Regions from separate parts of the Mus musculus genome. Here region 1 is linked to region 2. The links are chromatin contacts, called in public capture Hi-C maps. All regions are on one chromosome and are shown on one strand. Each heading gives the region's core, a stretch centred on a gene start, on an enhancer-like site or on the middle of the called end of the contact. The rest is flanking DNA. Distances are from core to core; before and after follow the strand shown.

Evidence for each region. Capture Hi-C pulls out chosen DNA fragments and counts their contacts.
Region 1: a contact with region 2 is called in a capture Hi-C map of embryonic stem cells, with 7 times the contacts expected there. The contact joins the promoter of 5830432E09Rik here to the promoter of Adam12 in region 2. A contact is called at or near these places in 4 of 39 promoter capture datasets (the C10 cell line, embryonic stem cells, hippocampal neurons and 1 more) and 2 of 9 other capture datasets (adipose tissue and embryonic stem cells).

What each region holds. Positions count from the first base shown.
Region 1 is chr7:135,650,810-135,654,135 of GRCm38.p6, reverse strand. 5830432E09Rik (RIKEN cDNA 5830432E09 gene) reads left to right here and starts at 1,822. Exons shown (of 3, transcript NR_015548.1): 1 at 1,822-2,346; 2 at 3,126-3,292. It overlaps Ptpre (protein tyrosine phosphatase, receptor type, E), which reads right to left. Exons shown (of 21, transcript NM_011212.3): 4 at 2,290-2,383; 5 at 1,973-2,046; 6 at 107-243.
Region 2 is chr7:134,223,699-134,227,132 of GRCm38.p6, reverse strand. Adam12 (a disintegrin and metallopeptidase domain 12 (meltrin alpha)) reads left to right here and starts at 2,036. Exons shown (of 23, transcript NM_007400.2): 1 at 2,036-2,346. The coding sequence starts at 2,256.

The DNA.
Region 1 (3,326 bases), core at 573-3,072, 1.4 Mb before region 2:
CCACTTCTGAGCAGCTCCACAAGTGACATAAAGTCCCGAGTCCCTGGAACTACTGGCTGGGACTGTCCCGCTATTCCTCGCGATGGCCGAGACCTGGGACACTCACATTGAACTCCTCTCGGAATCGCTTGCAGTCATCCGCAGATCTCACCCGGATCTCCTCCTCCAGGTGCTCCACGGGGATGGGGAAGAACTTCTTGGGGCCTGATGGAGATCTGCTCAGCAGCATCACTCTCTGCTGCTCTGTAGGGCCAGGAGCAACAGAGAAGCCACTTAGTTCCATTGCCCATGGCTGACTCATTCCTTAGATGGTCGGACAGCATTCCTGATGGATCTGCACAATGGGAGGGGACCAGTCCTCTCAAATCGCTCGCTCACCCTGGGGCTAACCCAGCTCTGAGCAACTGAATCAAACATCTCCTTCCCAACACACCCTATTTTCAGCAAGTGATGGCAGCATTCCTGTCCATCATAGACATCGTATTCTTGACCTTGCTTGCAAGCTCACCCACCACTCAGCCTTCCCTCTAGCCTATGTTCCTTCCACGCACGGCATGGCAGCTTCATGATACTAGATCCAGAGAAGAGTAATCACAGGGCTCTGGGTATACACTCAGAGCAGATGGGGGGACTGCCAGGATCTCTGTCTTGCAGCCTCCCCTTTTTGGCAATGCATAGACCCGCTTCCTTAAATCACATGCATTACAATGCAGAGAAACAAACCATCTCTGAAGCACGGGAGGAGAGGACACTACAAAGGGCTGCTGGGGACTGGCATTTCTCTCTTCACAGAGAGGGAGCTGGTTCCATAAGATCAGTAGAATAAGTCAGCTGTCACCTTTGCAAAAGGCCCTGTCCCACCTGCAGAGCTCACTGAGACACCCTTCGGCTGCAGCCAGATGAGCTGGTAGAAGCCTTTGCCTTCTTGCCCCTCCCAGCCACACTCTTCCCTCTGCACTGGCTTTTGGGATGTGCGGGGAGGCGAGAAGGGCAGGTTGCAGACTGCAGATGCACCAGACCTGTCTATGCGGATGTGCAGGTCCCCCAAGCCCTGCAATGCTACCGCTCAGCTGAGCCCTCTCTTGCCCATAGCCTTCCCATCTGTGGGGTTGTGTTAGTTCCTTTACTACCTTGGGGGAGTTCTAAAGTGTCGCTTGAGTTCTGACGGCATGCACGTTACCTCAAGGCAGGCAAAGCTCTGCAGGAAGTTAGAACAGAAAGCTGGAACCACTGCTGTGAGCCAGCGTTTTGTGTTTTAAATCGTCACTAAAAACCAGGGGCTCGGCATATATTGGGCAGGTGCTACGCCACTGAGCTGTATCCCCAGGTCCCTTGGCCATTTGAAGATGGATCTTGTTACGTCGCTCAGTCTGGCCTTGAACCTGTGTTGCTTCTGCCTCAACAAGTGCCTTCGAATACTGAGATTAGAAGCCCATGCCACCCCGACTCAGCTAGAGCCTGCACCTTTGAAACCACACAGAGAGGAGAGAAAAACAAGCTTTCATAAGCAGCGTTTACAAGTTAGGACACAGCTGGAATCTAAGTTAGGCATGTCCCCTCACTGGCACTCCTTCTCAAGAGCGATGAGCTCTGGCAGAGCAGTGCCCTTTCCAGCTTGATCCTGAGGTAGTACCGTCACATCTGAACACTCCTCACCATGAGTTAGAGCCCTATCACGGGGTGATTTCAAAGGCTTCAGTGAGAAATGTGACTTGGCAAAGCCCTGCTAAACCGACAGGATATGAGTGGTCTCTTTAAAAAAAAAAAAAAAAAAAAAAAAAACCTCACAAACTGAAATGTCTCAGACATCCGCTCTCTTGCAGGGAAAAAACGACCTCTCACACTAAGTTCCGAAACAGAGATTCTGGGTTACTAGCAAGTGACAGCGTGAGCCCAGGAGGAGCTGGAGAGAGTGGCAAGCTTGAGTGACAGCCCCATGCCTGCCCGCTGTACCAAGCCCAGTGTACAATACCTTGCTCTTCTAAGATCCCGTTAGGCATTTTCTTGTCGTTGCTGCTGACCACGGCCTTCCTCTGCTTCCGGAACCTTAAAGGCACACACAAGATGTGTTAGGTCTCAGCACCGCGGGAACCCCCAAGCCCTGAGTGTGGTGATACCCACCAGGTGAGCCGGGAAAAGTTCTTTCTGCTGCTCATGGCTGAGCTGTGTGGCAGCTCAGGCCTGGCCAGCCGCTGTCTGAGCTGTTTGGGCCCACACCCCCAGCCTCCAGCACACTCATTTCCTCATAGGAGCTGGTGAGAGCACGTCAGCGCCTGGGGACACTCCTACCTGAAGAAGTAGGCTGCAAGCAGGAACAGGAGGAGGAGCAGGGGCAGCAGCAGCCAGGTGAGCAGCGGCTGGGATGCACCAGGGTCCGGAGGGCCTGTGGGTGGGTGGGGTGGTAGAGGGCAGAGACCCCATCAGGACCTTGGGTAGGGGTAAGGACTTCCCCCATGCTACAGTTTAGAAATTATCTCCCTTCAGTTCTTTCCAGGGGACAGAGGAGTGCAATGGTGGGACTTGTTCAAGGACTCTGACGAAGGGTGACCTCCTCGTACCCCAATGTACCCTGCTCTCTCTCTCACACACTCTCTCTTTTCCTTTCCCTTTGGTTTTCAGAGGTAGGGTTTCTCTTCTCTGTATAGCCCTGGCTGTCCTGGAACTCACTCTGTAAACCAGGGTAGCCTTGAACTCAGAAATTCGCCAGCCTCTGCCTCCCAAGTGCTGGGATTAAAGGTGTGCGCCACCACTGCCCAGCCCAGCTATTTCTCTAAGCATCTTTGGCCCAGCCTCTCTCTTCAATGAGGAGGTGGAGGAAGGTGGCTTCCCCTCAGGGTACAGTTGTTGTGTCCCAACCCAGATGAATCAGGAGCACCAGGTATAAGGAAACAGCCCGGTCCCGAGGTTTGATACAGTTATTGAGGAACAGGCACACAATGGCCTGGCTTTTCAGAGCCTTGAATTCTTTGTCATAGAGACTGCTGGCTTCCTGGAACCAACTTGTGCATCCATTCTTCACACCTCCCAGGTCCACCTTCCTCAGAGAGACACATATCCCTACCCTTGCACCGTGCCTTTGGTGTCCTTGTGGTCATCAATTGACCCATTCTCTCTCAACCTATTAGGGTGCCCTCCTATCACCACAAAGCTCCCAGCCAAAAGGCCCCATCAAAAGCCTGCTTCTCCAGTGAATGAGTGTGGCTCCTGTGAACTGGTCCAGAGGAGCTATGATCTGCAGCTGGTGAGCACATGCTATCAGGAGTGAGCCGGTCTCCCATGGGAGGCCCTGGAGGTGAGTAGCTCGATTTCCATCCTCTTGAGTTCCA
Region 2 (3,434 bases), core at 787-3,286:
AGGCTGGACTCTTCACTGTGTGGGTGTAAGAAAGCCACTTGGCTCCTCTGTGTGCTGTTTTGTTTGTTTGTTTGTTTGTTTGTTTGTTTTGTCTGCACATTAAAGTGAAGTGATGTTGGTGACCCTTTATCACAGATCACATGAAATCCATATGTCTGGATTGTTCTCTAAGACTGAAAAGCCTGCCAGTTGTGGGTGGTGGCACACACAGTTAGCCTTAGCATTTGGAAAGCAGAAGTAGGCACATTCCGGTGAGTTCGAGGCCAGTGTAGTCTACATAGTGAGTTCTAGAACAGCTGTGGGGCTATATAGAGAGGCCCTGACCAGAACAGAAAAACAACAATAACAACAATAACAATAACAAAGAGCCTTTGAAGGTGAGAGACATTTCTTTACAGCTTCATTTCCCAAGTCCCTAATGTAACATTGCTAATTCTGATTGCGTAAATACCAGGACACACAAGGGTGGCTATGGATGACTGGGCTGATTTCAAAGGATGCCTGCTCTGACTTGAATATGAGGCCTCTCACTTTTAAGGTCCTATGTCATTTTTGAAGTGAGAGACTACTGCAGACCACTGCTGGTGAGAGGCAGCTGGAGAGTAAGGCTACTTTCCAGCGAGGTGGTCAGGAACACAGCCTTCCCCAACCCGACTCTCCTCATACTGTAGATCTGACCCAGAACAGGGGAAGCTGTAGGACCAGAACAGAATCTCTGTGGTTGGCCCGACCCCCAGCTGCAGTGTAATCAACTAAGGCTTTGAAAACTGCCAGGCCCAAGATGGGTTCTGGTTCACTGGCCAGGATGGGTGTGGCATCCCCTTGAGCCCTTACAAGTTCTAAGAAGTTCCCATGTTAGGGACCACAGTGGCCATTATTCTCCAGATGTCTGTCTGTCTGTCTGTCTGTCTGTCTGTCTGTCTGTCGCCTGCTGCTTCTCACTTGGTTCTCAGGAACACAAAGAGTCCGATTAGGAATATGTCAGGCCAATGAGAAGGCGGGGAAGGGTACAACTATAACCCTGAGGTGAGGCCTTCCATCCCTTTACTGGGGCTAGCCTAGCTGTGTTCCCGAAGAACAGCTCACTCTGAAGATGTAGGAGGCTGCCTGGCAATTGGCATTTTCTCTCCCCGTCAGGCTTTGCCCACTATCTTGGTTTTTTGTTGAGGCAGAATCTCACTTGGTAGCTCAGGTTGAACCAGACAGGGTGTAGCCCCTTGTTGGCCTCAAACTTGCAGTAACCCTCTTGTCTCAGCCCACCAAATGTTAGGATGAAGGGCATGCATCACCAAGTCCGGCTGCAATTTGCATCTCTAACCAGCCAAGCCAGGTGCCCCTTAAGATCAGTGAAGTTTGGAACGTATCTGGACCTTTTCCTGGGTCTAGATAACTGAAAGGAAACTTTGGCCAATCTATCAGCATCAAAACCAGAGCACCACAGCGAAAACGCTGTGCCCGAGTGCCTGCTACTGTAAATTCAATCTTATTTCTGAGGTGTGAGGTACTGGTTTGGCGGTTTGGAACGTCCAGCCACAGGCTGCCTGGCTGTGCACCATATACCAGACCTGTTCCTCGCGTCCCGCCGGTTCCCAGCTAGCCAGCAGCTAGCAGCCCAGTCATCCTTTCCAGCCTCAGTCTGGAAAGCTGGACCCCGGCGCCGCGTGTGCTCTTGGCTGCCGGCGCCCCGGGCCCCGCGGCCACATCATCCTGAGGCTGGGAAGTGTGCGTTCTCGCGCCTTTGCGCCACACAGCTGGTCTACGCGGCGGCTCGCACAAGGGGTCTGAGGGTATCCTGCATCCAGCCACCCCCGGGAGTGGATAGGACCCAGGCTGTCGGGGACCCCGGAGCGGTCTCTAGGACCCGCGGGACGCCGCAGGAAGGCGGGGTGCGGGGGAGACGCTAATTTGTTCCGTGGTAATGAGAACGGCGACTGCTGGCCGCGGATCCATTGCACAGGCCCGCCCTCAGATCGCTGGTCCCCGGCGCCAACTCGGACAGGCTGCTCATTTATTGCAACGGTCAAGGGCGGCTCGTGCCAGAGTAGCGCGCGCGCGCACGCACACACACGGGGAGGGGAGAAAGTTTTTTTTTGAAAAAATGAAAGGCTAGACTCGCTGCTCAGCGACCCGGGCGCTGCGCGAGGGGGTCGCGGCAGACTCAGGGCAGTAGGACTTCCCCCAGCTCGGCGCCCGCGTGGGATGCTGCAGCGCTGGCCGCGGGGCCCCCGAAGCAGCTGCACGCCAGGCCGGCGACAATGGCAGAGCGCCCGGCGCGGCGCGCGCCCCCCGCCCGCGCCCTCCTGCTGGCCCTGGCTGGGGCCCTGCTGGCGCCCCGTGCAGCCCGAGGTAAGTCACCCGCACAGGCGGCTGCCTGCGCGTCCTCTCCCCGCCACCTCGCTACAAGTCAGGGTCTCCGCGAGTGCCACAGCCACAGGGAGAGCAAACGCACCCAGGGCGCATCTGAGGACCCCCCTGGCTCGCGCTCCCAGAGCCTTGACACTGGTCCCCCGCCAGGTGCTCACTCCGGGGGTTGGGTTGGGGTGGCACGGGAGAAGAAGACGCTTTGCTTGGGGGCCTTGAGGCAGCTAATGTCTGAATGAAATGTCTTGGAGTGACATTTGCTCCTAAGGCTCACAGTGTCTTGACAGTTACACGTGTCTCCTGGGAGGGTGTGCGTGGGGTCGTTTTCCTGATCCAGTGGGGTAGTGAGTTCCTTCACCCAGCTTCGGAGTCAACTCCCCACGAGGTTTCCTTTCCACCCCCGCTCTGACACAGCTGGGGGATGCAGAGGACGCCCCCCGCGGCCTCCCATCACAGGTGTACCTGCAGCGCTCTTTACTTTTTTTTGTTTCAATTGACTTCGTGGCCCTTAGCGATTTCTGGCTTCACTCGCTAATTGTCAGTAAGGATCAAACTTTAACAGAACTCATTCCCCTTTCTTGCTCATCCTTGGTAAGTAAGGGCTTACACCAAGACCTCGTGTAGCGCGAGTACCCACTCCAGAGTTAAACAAAAGTGCATACATTAAAGGAGTTTTTATAGACTTGTATTTTCCTGAGTTGAATCTTCTTAAAGCCCGGGCACCTGTGGATCCTGTTTGTATAATGAGAACTCACAGCAGGTGCCTTTTTAAAATTCGGGAGCTTCCCTAGTCACCCTTGCTGCCGGCCCCTTTTGCCGCTAGGGGCGCTGTTCACCAATGAATGATTCACCTTGGCCTCCAACTCTTATTTCTGTGATTCTAGGTATCAGGCATTTAGCTAGCCCCCCATCATCAACTGTTTCCAACACGAAACATTTCATTTCTCAACTGTCACTGTTATCCTCGACCCCCAGCCTGTCTACCATAATGTAACCAAATTCTAGCTCCCATAAATACCTACACAGCAATAAAGACCAACTTGGCGAATTGGTGATTAAATTAAACAATTGTA